Regions from separate parts of the Hordeum vulgare genome. Here region 2 is linked to region 1. The links are chromatin contacts, called in public HiChIP or PLAC-seq maps. All regions are on one chromosome and are shown on one strand. The core of a region is the stretch at or near the end of the contact, and the rest is flanking DNA. Distances in the headings are between cores, read along the strand shown. Region 1 holds the start of LOC123401494 (cation-transporting ATPase HMA5-like). Region 2 holds the start of LOC123404770.

Region 1 (6,468 bases), core at 2,110-4,609:
CCCCGGCAATGGCGCTAGAAATACTTCTGATGTCAGCTGTGCTTCCCTGGCAACGGCGACAAGAATAGTCGTGTCGACGACACCAGGAATCCTTCTGCTATGGCTACGCCTTAAGGGACTTCCTAGGAAAATAAGCAAAGGATTTCCCCCGTGGCCTTGGAGCCTTGCGTTGGTGTTCCCTCGAAGCGGAAAGGGTGATGTAGCACAGCGGTGGTAAGTATTTCCCTCAGTTTGAGAACCAATGTATCAATCCAGTGGAGGAGTATCACAAGATCGTGCACAAACACAAAAAGCTTGCTCCCAATGCTATGAAGGGGTTGTCAATCCCTTATAGATTGTTCGCCAAGTGAGAACTGAAAGCAACAAAGTAACAAAGCAAAGTAAAAGCGAAAGTGGAAACGATAGATGTGAATAGACCCGGGGGCCGTAGTGTTTACTAGTGGCTTCTCTCATGAAAGAAAGTAGACGGTGGGTGAACAAATTACCGTCGAGCAATTGATAGGACCGCGCAAAGTCGCGACGTCATCTATGGCAATGATTATATCTATAGGCATCACGTCCAAAACAAGTAGACCGATACTTTCTGCATCTACTACTATTACTCCACACGTCGACCGCTATCCAGCATGCATCTAGTGTATTAAGTTCAAAAGAACAGAGTAACGCCTTAAGCAAGATGACATGATGTAGATGGACAATCTCATATCAACGACAGAGCCCATCTTGTTACCCTTGATGGAAACTACTTAATGTGTGCCTTGCTGCCCCTACTGTCACTGGGAAATGTCACCACATGGTAGAACCCAAAACCAAGCACTTCTCCCATTGCAAGAATCATAGATCTAGTTGGCCAAGCAAAACCCAAGACTCGGAGAGACTTACAAGGATATCAAATCATGCATATAAGAAATCAACAAAGACTCAAATATATATCATAGATAATCTGATCACAAATCCACAAGTCATCGGATCTCGACAAACACACCGCCAAAGAAGATTACATCGGATAGATCTCCATGAAGATCATGGAGAACTTTGTATTGAAGATCCAAGAGAGAGAAGAAGCCATCTAGCTACTAACTACGGACCCGTAGGTCTGAAGTGAACTACTCACAAGTCATTGGAGGGGTGATGATGATGATGAAGAAGCCCTCCAACTCCAAAGTCCCCTCCGGCAGGGCGCCGGGAAGGGTCTCTAGATGAGATATCGCGGAAACGGAAGCTTGCGGCGACGGAAAAGTATTTTCGTGGATCCCCTGATTTTTTGATGTATTTTAGGGAATATATAGGCCAAAGATCTAGGTCAGGGGGCGCTCAGGGAGGCCACAAGCCCTGCCACCGCCGCCTCCCCCGTGGTGGCGGAGTGGGGGCTTGTGGGCTCCCTGGAGCCCTCCTGTCTTGGCCCACGGCCCCCCTGATCTTCTTCCGTTCGGGAAAAAACCATTTCGGGGATTTTATTCCGTTTGGACTCCGTTCCAAAATCAGATTTGAAAAGAGCCAAAAACACAGAAAAACAGGAACTGGCATTGAATTAATAAGTTAGTCCCAAAAAATATATAAAAGGTACATAAAACATCCAAAGATGATAAGATAACAGCGTGAAACCATAAAAAATTATAGATACGTTTGAGACGTATCAGAATGCTAGGTAGCATTGATTGTATGCATTGGAATTGGAAAAATTGCCCCAAGGCTTGCTAAGGAATGTATTGTGGCAAGTCTCGTGATGCAACAATTGTGCTAGAGGCCGTAGCATCCGGGGATTTATGGATTTGGCATTGCTTTTTTGGTATGCCGGACACTCTCAATGATATCAATGTGTTGCAACGGTCTCATTTGTTTGCTAGGCTTGCTAGTGATGATGCTCCTGCTTGCAACTGCACTATCAATGGGCGTGAATACACAAAGGGGTACTATCTTGCAGATGGTATATACCCTCCTTGGTGCACATTTGTCAAGAGCATCAAAGAACCCAAAACAAAAAAACAATGTGAATTTGTAAGGGTGCAACAGGCAGCCCGCAAAGACATTGAAAGAGCATTTGGTGTTTTGCAATCTAGGTTTGCCATTGTCCGTGGTCCTGCTCGTTTTGGGGATAAGAAAACCTTGAAGAACATCATGACATGCTGTGTTATCCTGCACAATATGATTCTTGAAGATGACAGAGGATTGAACTTAGAATTCTTTTACGACAATGTGGGTAGCCGTGTCAAACCAGCTAGAGACCCAAACCACATTACAACTTTTCTTCACACATACAAGGAGATTGAAAATGCACACACCCACTTTCAACTTCAGGAAGATCTCATTGAGCACCATTGGCAAAGGGCTGAACAATGACTTATTTTTGTATTCATGACAAGTTTTGTATTGCACTATTTAAGTTTGCTACGGTTATTTGAATAATTACTTGTAATGCGGATGATTATTGTATTATGTTTGATTCGAATAATTCAGTTTGTTTTCGATTGTTGAATTATGTTGTATTTGATATTTGCGGGCTGATGATATGCGGGATGCAACGGCGCAAAGAGCAGATCCCGCAAAGCCGGCCCGTAAAAAAGTATATATTCCGCGAATATACTTTTTTACGCATCCATTTGGGGGGTCTGCATCTGTGCCAGCCCGGACCAGCCCGCAAAAGCTGTTTTGCGCGAACTGCAAACGCCTTGGATCGTGATAGATCGATTTCGGAGGCGCAACGGTTGCGGTTCATCCGCGCTTTGTCGAGCTGTCGGTGTTGACATTATTTTTTTCTCTTCTGTTTCTTTTGGTTTGTTGTGCTGCTTGTCACAATGTTTGTTCATTAATCAATGTTGGTTGTTTTGTAATACAAAGCGGGGAAACACTTTTTCGCTAAAGAACCATTCTGCAGAAGTGGTGCCAAATTGGATTTGTGAAAGAGTCAGTTGCTCCGAATGAACAAAAAATACAGCAGGCATCGATTTGTAATACAGAAGTGGTGCCAGGCTGCTTCCGGCCGGCTATAAACCAAGCTCACGCCCTGCAACTTTGTACACGCCGAAGTCTACAGGATCGATTTGCAACATGCTTGACGCCAAGGTCTCCAATATTGACGCTTTCCTGAGCGCAAGACGCATTTGCAAGGCCTGCCCAATAATCAAATCAGCGAGGGTAATCCAAACGTACGTTAGTACTCCGTACTCATTACGATCGAGTCAAACCATATCACAAGGAGATTAACGCCAAATGTAACGCTCCCCGATTTGCCGGCTACCTACCCACCAAACCGGCACTATCCGCAACATTTTCAGAAACGCCCTCGGAATCCTCGCGGAGTCTCGGACCCACCCCTCGCGTCTCGCACTATTACACCCATCGCCTTTCCCGGCCTACTCGGTCGGTCTCCCCTTCACAATTCACATTTCCCCTTCCCGTTCATTCCCCTCCGAACTATTGCCTCGCCTCGCCTCGCCTCGCCACCCCCGTCTCTGACGGCCATGGCCCACCTCCAGCTTACGGCGGTCGCCGGCGGCCGCGACGACGAGATGGAGGAGGTGGCGCTGCTGGGGTCCTACGACGAGCCGGAGGGCCTGAGCTCGCGGACTGGGCAGGAGGAGGAGGAGGAGGAGGACGCGGGCATGCGCCGGGCCCAGGTGCGGGTCACGGGCATGACGTGCTCCGCCTGCACGGGCGCCGTCGAGGCCGCCCTCTCCGCCCGCCGCGGCGTCCGGAGCGCCGCCGTGTCGTTGCTGCAGAACCGCGCCCACGTCGTGTTCGACCCCGCGCTCGCAAAGGTTTGGTTCCGCGTGATCCCTCCCCCTCCCGCTCCCTCCATCGCCTCCGCGCGCGCTGGAGATTTGGTCTGGGATCGCGCCCCTGCGGTGAATTCTGGTGCGGTGGCTTCGATACTGGAGGATTATGGCGCCCTTGTTGGTAATCGGACGCGGAATTGGGGAGCTCAAGGCGGGAAACTTCGCTGCGTTTTGTCGGTTATGGTGGTTAGGATGCGCAATGAAACACTCACAACTCGTGCGGTAGCTGCTTCATTTTGGCTCGCTTGTCCTCCGGCTGTTCCAATTGATCAGTCGTGTGGGTTGAGTTTGTGGGACGCTCTACCTTGCTTTGTCGGGAAGCAAGTCTAGCGAGTTTGGTAATCATATGGATTCTAACCACGTTTACGAAAAAATATTGGGAGATTTTCATAGTACCAATTGCAAAGCTGCAGCCCTAGTGCTGGTTCATAACCATTTTCTAGGAAGACTTGACAGACTCGTAGTAACTTGCTTAACCGGTTCCCGAACAGCCCCATGAAGCACATGTACCGTGACTCGCAATTGCAAACAACCTCTACGAAAATGTGATGTTAGGTCTGCTTCAAAGATCTCAACTCTCCATGACGTTGCCAACCTGTAACCTTGCTTATTTAAACCAATTTGCTTTTACATTGAGGTTTCTGAAATGGACCTGACAGTGTTTGTTGTATTCAGGAAGAAGACATCGTAGAAGCAATAGAAGATGCTGGATTTGAAGCAGAGATCCTCCCAGACTCTGCTGTTTCTCAGCCAAAGTCACAGAAGGCTTTGTCAGGCCAATTTAGGATAGGGGGCATGACTTGTGCTGCCTGTGTGAACTCAGTTGAAGGGATCTTAAAGAAGTTGCCAGGTGTAAACAGAGCAGTTGTTGCATTAGCGACCTCATTAGGGGAAGTCGAGTATGATCCGGCTGCTATTAGCAAAGATGAGATTGTTCAGGCTATCGAGGATGCTGGTTTTGAAGCTGCACTGTTACAAAGTAGTGAGCAAGATAAGGCTTTATTAGGTTTGATAGGATTGCATACAGAGAGAGATGTAAATTTATTATATGATATCCTGAGAAAAACAGAAGGCCTGTGCCAGTTTGATGTAAATTCTGTAAGGGCAGAAGTTGAAATTACATTCGATCCAGAAGTCGTTGGTTTGAGATCGATTGTGGATATTATTGAGATTGAAAGCAGTGGCAGACTGAAAGCCCATGTACAGAACCCATATGTACGGTCTTCTTCAAATGATGCGCAAGAGGCTTCAAAAATGCTTCACCTCCTTCGCTCCAGCTTATTCCTAAGTGTAAGTTTTTATCCCTGCTATCCTATTTGTTTATGGTTTTTGTTGCATCTCTAGTTCAGTCTAAAGTTCCCCTGGTAGCTATACCCTTATCCTAGCTGTGACCGTAAATAAATAGCAAGCCCGTCTGATGTGTCAGCTTGATTTGATATAATTGTCACTTGCATACAGTTACTACTATAAAGAGATAATGTAAAGTAAAGGTATCATGAATTATTGTTGTTTTACTTGCATACTGACTTTCTTTACTGGTTTCCTTGCACCAGATTCCAGTGTTTTTTATGCGCATGGTGTGCCCTCACATATCTTTCATTAACTCATTCCTACTCATGCACTGCGGACCATTTCGTATAGGAGATCTGCTCAAGTGGATGCTGGTGAGCGTAGTACAGTTTGTTGTTGGCAAACGTTTCTACGTCGCAGCTTATAGGGCCCTTAGACATGGCTCTACAAATATGGATGTATTGGTTGTTCTTGGCACAACTGCGACATATGTATACTCAGTTTGCGCGCTTCTTTATGGTGCATTCACTGGATTTCATCCTCCAATGTATTTTGAGACAAGCGCAATGATAATTACATTTGTGCTATTGGGGAAGTATCTTGAGGTGCTTGCTAAAGGACGGACATCAGATGCAATTAAGAAACTTGTAGAGCTGGTTCCTGCTACAGCTATCTTGCTTCTGAAATACAAAGGTATCTGATTCTTACTTGATGGTAACATAGCATGCATACACCGAAAATGACTAGCAGTTCAGAAAGCTCATGTCTAAGTGATTTACATACAATCGCCTTCTTTTTATGTTTTTGGTTGGATATTAATTCTTAACTGATTGCTTAGGATTGCAGCCTTGCATCCATACTCTTGCATTTTGATTGTAGTTGCACACTTTAACTCATAGCATCGTGCCTGAATCCAGATGGAAAATATGCTGGAGAGAAGGAAATTGATGCATTGTTGATCCAACCTGGTGATGTCTTAAAAGTGCTTCCTGGCTCAAAGATTCCTGCTGATGGTATCGTCACTTGGGGTACAAGCCATGTTGATGAAAGTATGGTAACTGGTGAATCTGCGTCTATCTCCAAGGAAGTATCTAGTTCAGTAATTGGAGGCACCATGAACCTAAATGGCACCCTTCACATACAAGCGGCGAAAGTAGGATCAGGGACAGTTTTGAGCCAGATAATATCTCTTGTTGAGACTGCCCAGATGTCTAAAGCACCTATTCAGAAGTTCGCTGATTACGTGAGTGCATTTGTCTATTTATGATGCTTCCGAGTCATGAAAATTATCTCTCTTATAATCTTAAATTTGTAGAACACTTTTCTGGTCAATTTCATTACACTTCTAAACTTATGTAGCACTACCTCTGTACCATAATGTAAGACATTTTTGCAGTTCAAA
Region 2 (6,468 bases), core at 1,070-3,569, 290 kb after region 1:
TAGTATGTTGTTGGAAGGGTAGGACAAATTTCATCATTGGAAATGATTATACTACTAGATTCTCGAAGGGTACATGGCTAGGGGAGGCATCGCTTGCCACACAATATTCGTCTTGTATAATATTGTACAGCGTAAGGACACCTATGTTGCTACATTATGTTGTTGGAAGGATAGTCAACAATGTTGATTTTGTGATAAAAATGAGTTGATTAAACACCTTTTTCATGAGTGCCTGATGGCTAGAATATTATAGGATTCAGTCTATATAGCCTTTAATATTACCTCTCCAAATATTATTCACGCATTATTCAAGACGTGGCTAAATAGGGTTGATCCAATTATTATGGGCTGTATGAAACTACAAAAATGATATGGTTTTTAACATGTGAACTCGGATTGATTTTTTTGCAGATGATCTATAAGGCCACTACGGAGATTGATTTTTTTGCAGATAATCTATAAGGCCACTACGGAGACTGATTATTTTGCAGATAATCTATAAGGCCACATGTGGTCGTTAGTCGTTATTCACCCCACAAAAGTCAGGGAGCCTTAAGTTACTAGGCCTACCCAATGAAAAATAGTAACTTAGAATATTTACAACCAGTTTAGATGGTGGTCCAATAATAGGCTAGGTGTTAAATTATCTTGTTTTACTTTTGCTGGATGTGGCATTTTAACCTTTTATGATTTCATTTGAGCTCTGACAGAGCATATACTGGATTATTGAGATGTTTGCATGCATCACTCTGTTGAGATGTTTGCATGCATCACTCTAATACAGACGCCGGTGTTATCCTCCTTTTCTAAAAAAAATGAATAATCAGAAACATGTGAGAAGTGCATGATGCCAACAGAATCAGGCATAAAATTGATAGATTTAATTCTGACACATGACCAGCGGTGAGTAGCAATAACAAAGGTGCCATAAAATAAAATACTGGGACTTGAGAAAACAACATCAAACCACACATCCCATTCTTTTTTCCCTCTTTTTTTTTTTTTGAGATGGACACATCCTATTCTATGTCCATAGGATCCGTGGTGTCGTCCCCTTGTTCTACTTGGGCGTTCTGCAGATTTTGTCCACAAAAGCTCTCATACATCAACGGGACAGCAGGCAGCAGCTTCTTGTTAGCGGAACCAGGCAACACCATCCCAGGTCTTTTCACGTTACCCTTTGCTCCTGCACAGCGAAACATTCCCATGTTAAGAATGACGAGTCGAAACTAGTAGCTCAAGACTGCGAATGCTAAATATAAGCCAGATCAGGCCAGCTTGAATAAATTCCAGTTCCAGAATTAATGTAGCAACAAGCAGGTGATGTGCTCTTTCGCGTGTCCATTTTGGTGCGAGATTTCGTTATGATGATGTTTAGCACCAGACCAGAGTCTTAGGCCTGCAAGCACTCCCTCCGCCCTATAATATAAGATGTTATTACAACCAATGTATTTTTATTTTGGTTGTAGTAATATCCTCTATTATTGGCTGGAGGTATTACATTTTACTGGACCTCGCGTTAACAGGGCCTCACTGGAGCAAAAGGATTACATAAATCTCTCAACGGTAATGGACTTGAAACGGTTGTAGTATATATACATGAAGAGGAATTTTATTTGATATATCTGAGAACTGGGCACTAAATAATGGTGAGACAGGGATGATGTCGTCGTTACCTGGTGGAGTCAGATGCTTGGAGATGGTGGTTGGGATGTAGGTGAACTCCAAGCTGTGCCTGCTACGTGGTCTGAACTCAGTAACTCCTTGCAACTTCTTCTTTGTGTTCACAGCAATGACCCATGCCGCCTCCTCCATCTCATCAATCTTGGCCATGAAGTAGACGACATCACTGTCATCACCCAAGCTGATTGTGGGGTGACCAACGTGGAGCCTCTCCAAGGTTGTCGCAGCACTATCTTCCTCTGTTGGCAACATGGGCAGCAATGCTGCCATGTCCGCAGGGACGGTTATATCAGAAGCGGTGAGCTTGCAGTCCATGGTCCAGCGAGAGGTGGAGGTGACCGTCCTGCTCCACCTGAGGACCGTCCAGCCATCTGAAAAGTAGGTGCCGTGAAGCCGGCTTGGGCGAGCACCTGGCCGGACATGGATTTGTACCTCGACATACTCGATGTGATCATGGACTACAGCAACGGTGCGATAACGCTGTGTAGTACCACGGAGAATGCTGTGTGTCTTGACCGGACCTTTATCCGGCAGTGGGATGTATCGAATCTGTTTCATAGTGGAGCTGTCCTCCTGCCCTCCCAAGACATCGCAGAGGGCAATGCCATGCTCAAGATCAACCCATCCCATGGTGCCAACATCTCCCCCGATGGTGATGACGATTTGGGATCGATGTGAAGCGAGTAGGAGGCTATATTTTTTGCCCTTTAAAATTGCAGTCTTGCGGTCCCATGTCTTATCCTGGGAATCGTAGGTGTAGAGGTTGTACCGGCTCCCTTGGCGTTCGGTATCATGAGTACGGAGAGTGGCGATCTTGTAGGCGTCGAAGCCCTGGCGGCGGAGGGTGGGGGTGTTATCTGGTGGGCTGGTGCGGCGGAGGGTGGGGGTGTTATCTGGTGGGCTGGTGCGGTAGCGCAGGAGACCAACCTCATTGTTATGGAAGTAGTATGGGGCAGTGTGATAAAAGAGGAATGGTTCCGGAATAACGATACGCTCGAGCACCGGCCGCACGGGAAATTGGATGATTTGCCTTACTTTATTTGGGCATTAGATGATTTGCTCCATTTTACATATAATTAGATCATTTGCCCCATTTTTGTGATGATTTGTCCTTTTCAATTACTGTAATCATTTTCGGATTTATATCTTTTTTTCACATGCGAAAAGACACAATTCCCCCTGTGGCTAGATTATACTAATTCTTCCCAAGTCTTATCTATTGTTGGACTAGTCCCAGTCTTCCAGAGCATCGACGAGGTCACCTAATGAAACCAGAGGAAGCGAGGAGGCCGACGACGGCACTGTGGCCCCAGCAGTGGCCTGGCGCGGCGGCTCCAGCTACAGCTGGAGCTTGACGACCCCGCGGCCGCTTCCACTGCTGCTCGGCGGCCCGACGCGGCGGCTCACGCTGCTGCTCGGCGGCCTGGGCGCGGCGACACCCGCTGTAGCTCGGAGCTGTAGATGGCGTGCTAGTCACTGGTAAATACTAACTTTATTCGGTGATTAATGGATTTTTACAACCTTTTTTGTGTGAGCTCGTTGCGTTGCCAATAACAGCCATGCTGGACTACCATGTTGATAGATCTATATACGGGATCCCATCTATATACATGCTTTGCATCTTGACATATGCACTTGGTTGGAGATTGACAGCAGATAAAAGAATAGACTGACAACATATGTTCACTTAGCACATGGAATTGAGATAATATATCACACCGAAATCACGAACTGATGCCACAAAAAGGTTGCTCGGTTCAAATGGCATGATAAATTAGTCCGAGTTCACATCAAGCAAAAAATATATTTTTCCAACTAAATATCTCTGAAATTGACAAATTTAAACATCTCTCAGAATTTAAAATAGTAGTTCAATGCATTAAAATTAGAGCTTCTTCTTCCTTTGGGTCAATTTTTTCTTGCATGTCGTAGAATGTGAAGGGAAGTGAGAAGTAGGTGATGCTATAGAATTAATAGTATTTGTCCCAAATGGTTGTGACGCATCGTCTTTAGTTATGGCCATAGCAAGCCTCCTGCATGTTTACACACCAATGTTATAGAAGTAGGAATTTTCTTATGAATGAATCAAATGTGCATACGACACATATAATAGTTACCCCCTTGTGATAGGCCCGGGGCTATTATGAAGGCTGGAGGCAGTGTGATTGTTGTTGTGCGTGTAGGTGTCGCAACAACAACAGGAGAGAGCTCGTGAGCAGACACGTCACTAGAAATTTTAATCACACCGAATGTTACAAAAAATAGTATAATAGTACTAATTTGATACTAATGTAGACGAGATGCTAGTGCATGTGTTACCTCTCTTTAGCTTCCTTTTGTTTGCAAGTTGCTTTCCTGTGCCCCAAGTATCAAATTAGTACTATTATACTATTTTTTGTAACATTCGGTGTAATTAAAATTTCTAGTGACGTGTCTGCTCACGAGCTCCCTCCTGTTGTTGTTGCGACACCTACACGCGCAACAACAATCACACTGCCTCCAGCCTTCATAATAGTCCCGGGCCTATCACAAGGGGGTAACTATTATATGTGTCGTATACACATTTGATTCATGCATAAGAAAATTCCTACTTTTATAACATTGGTGTGTAAACATGCAGGAGGCTTGCTATGGCCATGACTAAAGACGATGCGTCACAACCATCTGGGACAAATACTATTAATTCTGTAGCATCACCTACTTCTCACTTCCCTTCACATTCTACGACATGCAAGAAAAAATTGACCCCAAGGAAGAAGAAGCTCTAATTTTAGTGCATTAAACTACTATTTTAAATTCTGAGAGATGTTTAAATTTGTCAATTTCTGAGATATTTAGTTGGAAAAATATATTTTTTGCTTGATGTGAACTCGGACTAATTTATCATGCCATTTGAACCGAGCAACCTTTTTGTGGCATCAGTTCGTGATTTCGGTGTGATATATTATCTCAATTTCATGTGCTAAGTGAACATATGTTGTCAGTCTATTCTTTTATCTGCTGTCAATCTCCAACCAAGTGCATATGTCAAGATGCAAAGCATGTATATAGATGGGATCCCGTATATAGATCTATCAACATGGTAGTCCAGCATGGCTGTTACTGGCAACGCAACGAGCTCACACAAAAAAGGTTGTAAATCCATTAGTCACTGAATAAAGTTAGTATTTACCAGTGACTAGCACGCCATCTACAGCTCCGAGCTGCAGCGGGTGTCGCCGCGCCAGGCCGCCGAGCAGCAGCGTGAGCCGCCGCGTCGGGCCGGGTCGTCAACCTCTAGCTGGAGCCGCCGCGCCGCGCCGCCGAGCAGCAGCGGAAGCCGCCGCGCCGGGCCGGGTCGTCAAGCTCCAGCTGCAGCTGGAGCCGCCGCGCCAGGCCACTGCTGGGGCCACAGTGCCGTCGTCGGCCTCCTCGCTTCCTCTGGTTTCAGTACTATTTAGGAATGGTGACCTCGTCGATGCTCTGGGAGACTGGGATTAGTCCAACAATAGATAAGACTAGGGAAGAATTAGTATAATCTAGCCACACGGGGAATTGTGTCTTTTCGCATGTGAAAAAAGGATATAAATCCGAAAATGATTACAGTAATTGAAAAGGGCAAATCATCAAAAGAAAAATAAAAAATGAGGCAAATGATCTAATCATATGTAAAATTGGGCAAATAATCTAATGCCCAAATAAAGTAGGGCAAATCATCCAATTTCCCCGTTGTCCGGTGGTCATCGCAGTTGTTGATGGCTTGGCGGCCGGCGGTGGATCCACCTCTCCTGTAGCCATGAACATGATGACCAAAGCAGCAGAATCAATCTATGATTTGTTAGTATAATTGGTTCTGTTGTGTAAAGCCACGTGAAGAAAGGGATATGATTTGTTTCATGTTAATTAGTTGCTTCGGTTGGATACAGCCTTGTAAAGAGCAGACTTGTACAGTATCAAATCATAATTTAGCCACAGGGGCAATTGTGTCTTTTTTGCATGTGAAAAAAGGGATATAAATCCGAAAATGATCTTTTTTGCATGTGAAAAAAGGGATATAAATCCGAAAGTGATTACAGTAATTGAAAAGGGCAAATCATCAAAAGAAAAACAAAAAGTGGGGCAAATGATCTAATCGTATGTAAAATGGGGCAAATCATCTAATGCCCAAATAAAGTAGGGCAAATCATCCAATTTCCCCCGGCCGCACACCGTGAGCAGCGTCCGGGGCCCGGTAGATGTAGTAGTCGTGCTTGATCCGGTGAGGGCCGTACGTCAAAAGAAACAGGGCGAGGTTACCCTCTGTGTCTGTGGCAACCATTTGAGGCTCAGAACTGAAGCTGGTGGGATTTTCGTTGGTGCAGGAGACGCAGAAGTAGGAAACGCGCGGCGGCTGGGCGATGAAAAAGCTGACGTGCATCTCGTCGCCGTCCCTGGTGTCGGAATATGCGGTGGTGTGGTTCCGCTCGTCGACGATGTAGGCGGATCGGTCGACGAGGATTTGTTCCACTCTACAAGCATCGATGAGTTGTAGATCCTGAGCAGGCAGCTTCAGAGAGGCGTCCAAATAGCGCCTCGTGGACATGGATCCTTTCTTCCTCTTCCTCCGTCAAACTTTTGCTGTGGATCTAGGCACTCGCGGATAAAAGGATATTTATCGATGAAAGGAGGGCTGGATCATATGGAGTCGGACTCGGAGAATCAAGAGGGAGGGAGGGAGGAGTTCTGCTGAGGGAGGAACAGTCAGGGTGGGGAGCGGACGAGGAGCGGGGAATAGACTGCTGGCGGCGGCGGAGGGACCGAAACATC

What was found. HiChIP or PLAC-seq counts read pairs in DNA pulled down with a chosen protein or histone mark.
Region 2: an H3K4me3 HiChIP or PLAC-seq map of embryo shows a contact between it and region 1, with 9 times the contacts expected there. The contact joins the promoter of LOC123404770 here to the promoter of LOC123401494 in region 1. A contact is called at or near these places in 1 of 6 Hi-C or Micro-C datasets (leaf) and 1 of 1 datasets of contacts at active chromatin or transcription factors (embryo).

What each region holds. Positions count from the first base shown.
Region 1 is chr6H:134,134,044-134,140,511 of MorexV3_pseudomolecules_assembly, forward strand. LOC123401494 (cation-transporting ATPase HMA5-like) reads left to right here and starts at 3,360. Exons shown (of 9, transcript XM_045095317.1): 1 at 3,360-3,758; 2 at 4,452-5,066; 3 at 5,330-5,759; 4 at 5,984-6,309. The coding sequence starts at 3,462.
Region 2 is chr6H:134,420,950-134,427,417 of MorexV3_pseudomolecules_assembly, forward strand. LOC123404770 reads right to left here and starts at 2,320. Exons shown (of 2, transcript XM_045098719.1): 1 at 1,677-2,320; 2 at 652-1,186. The coding sequence starts at 2,313. The coding sequence ends at 1,020.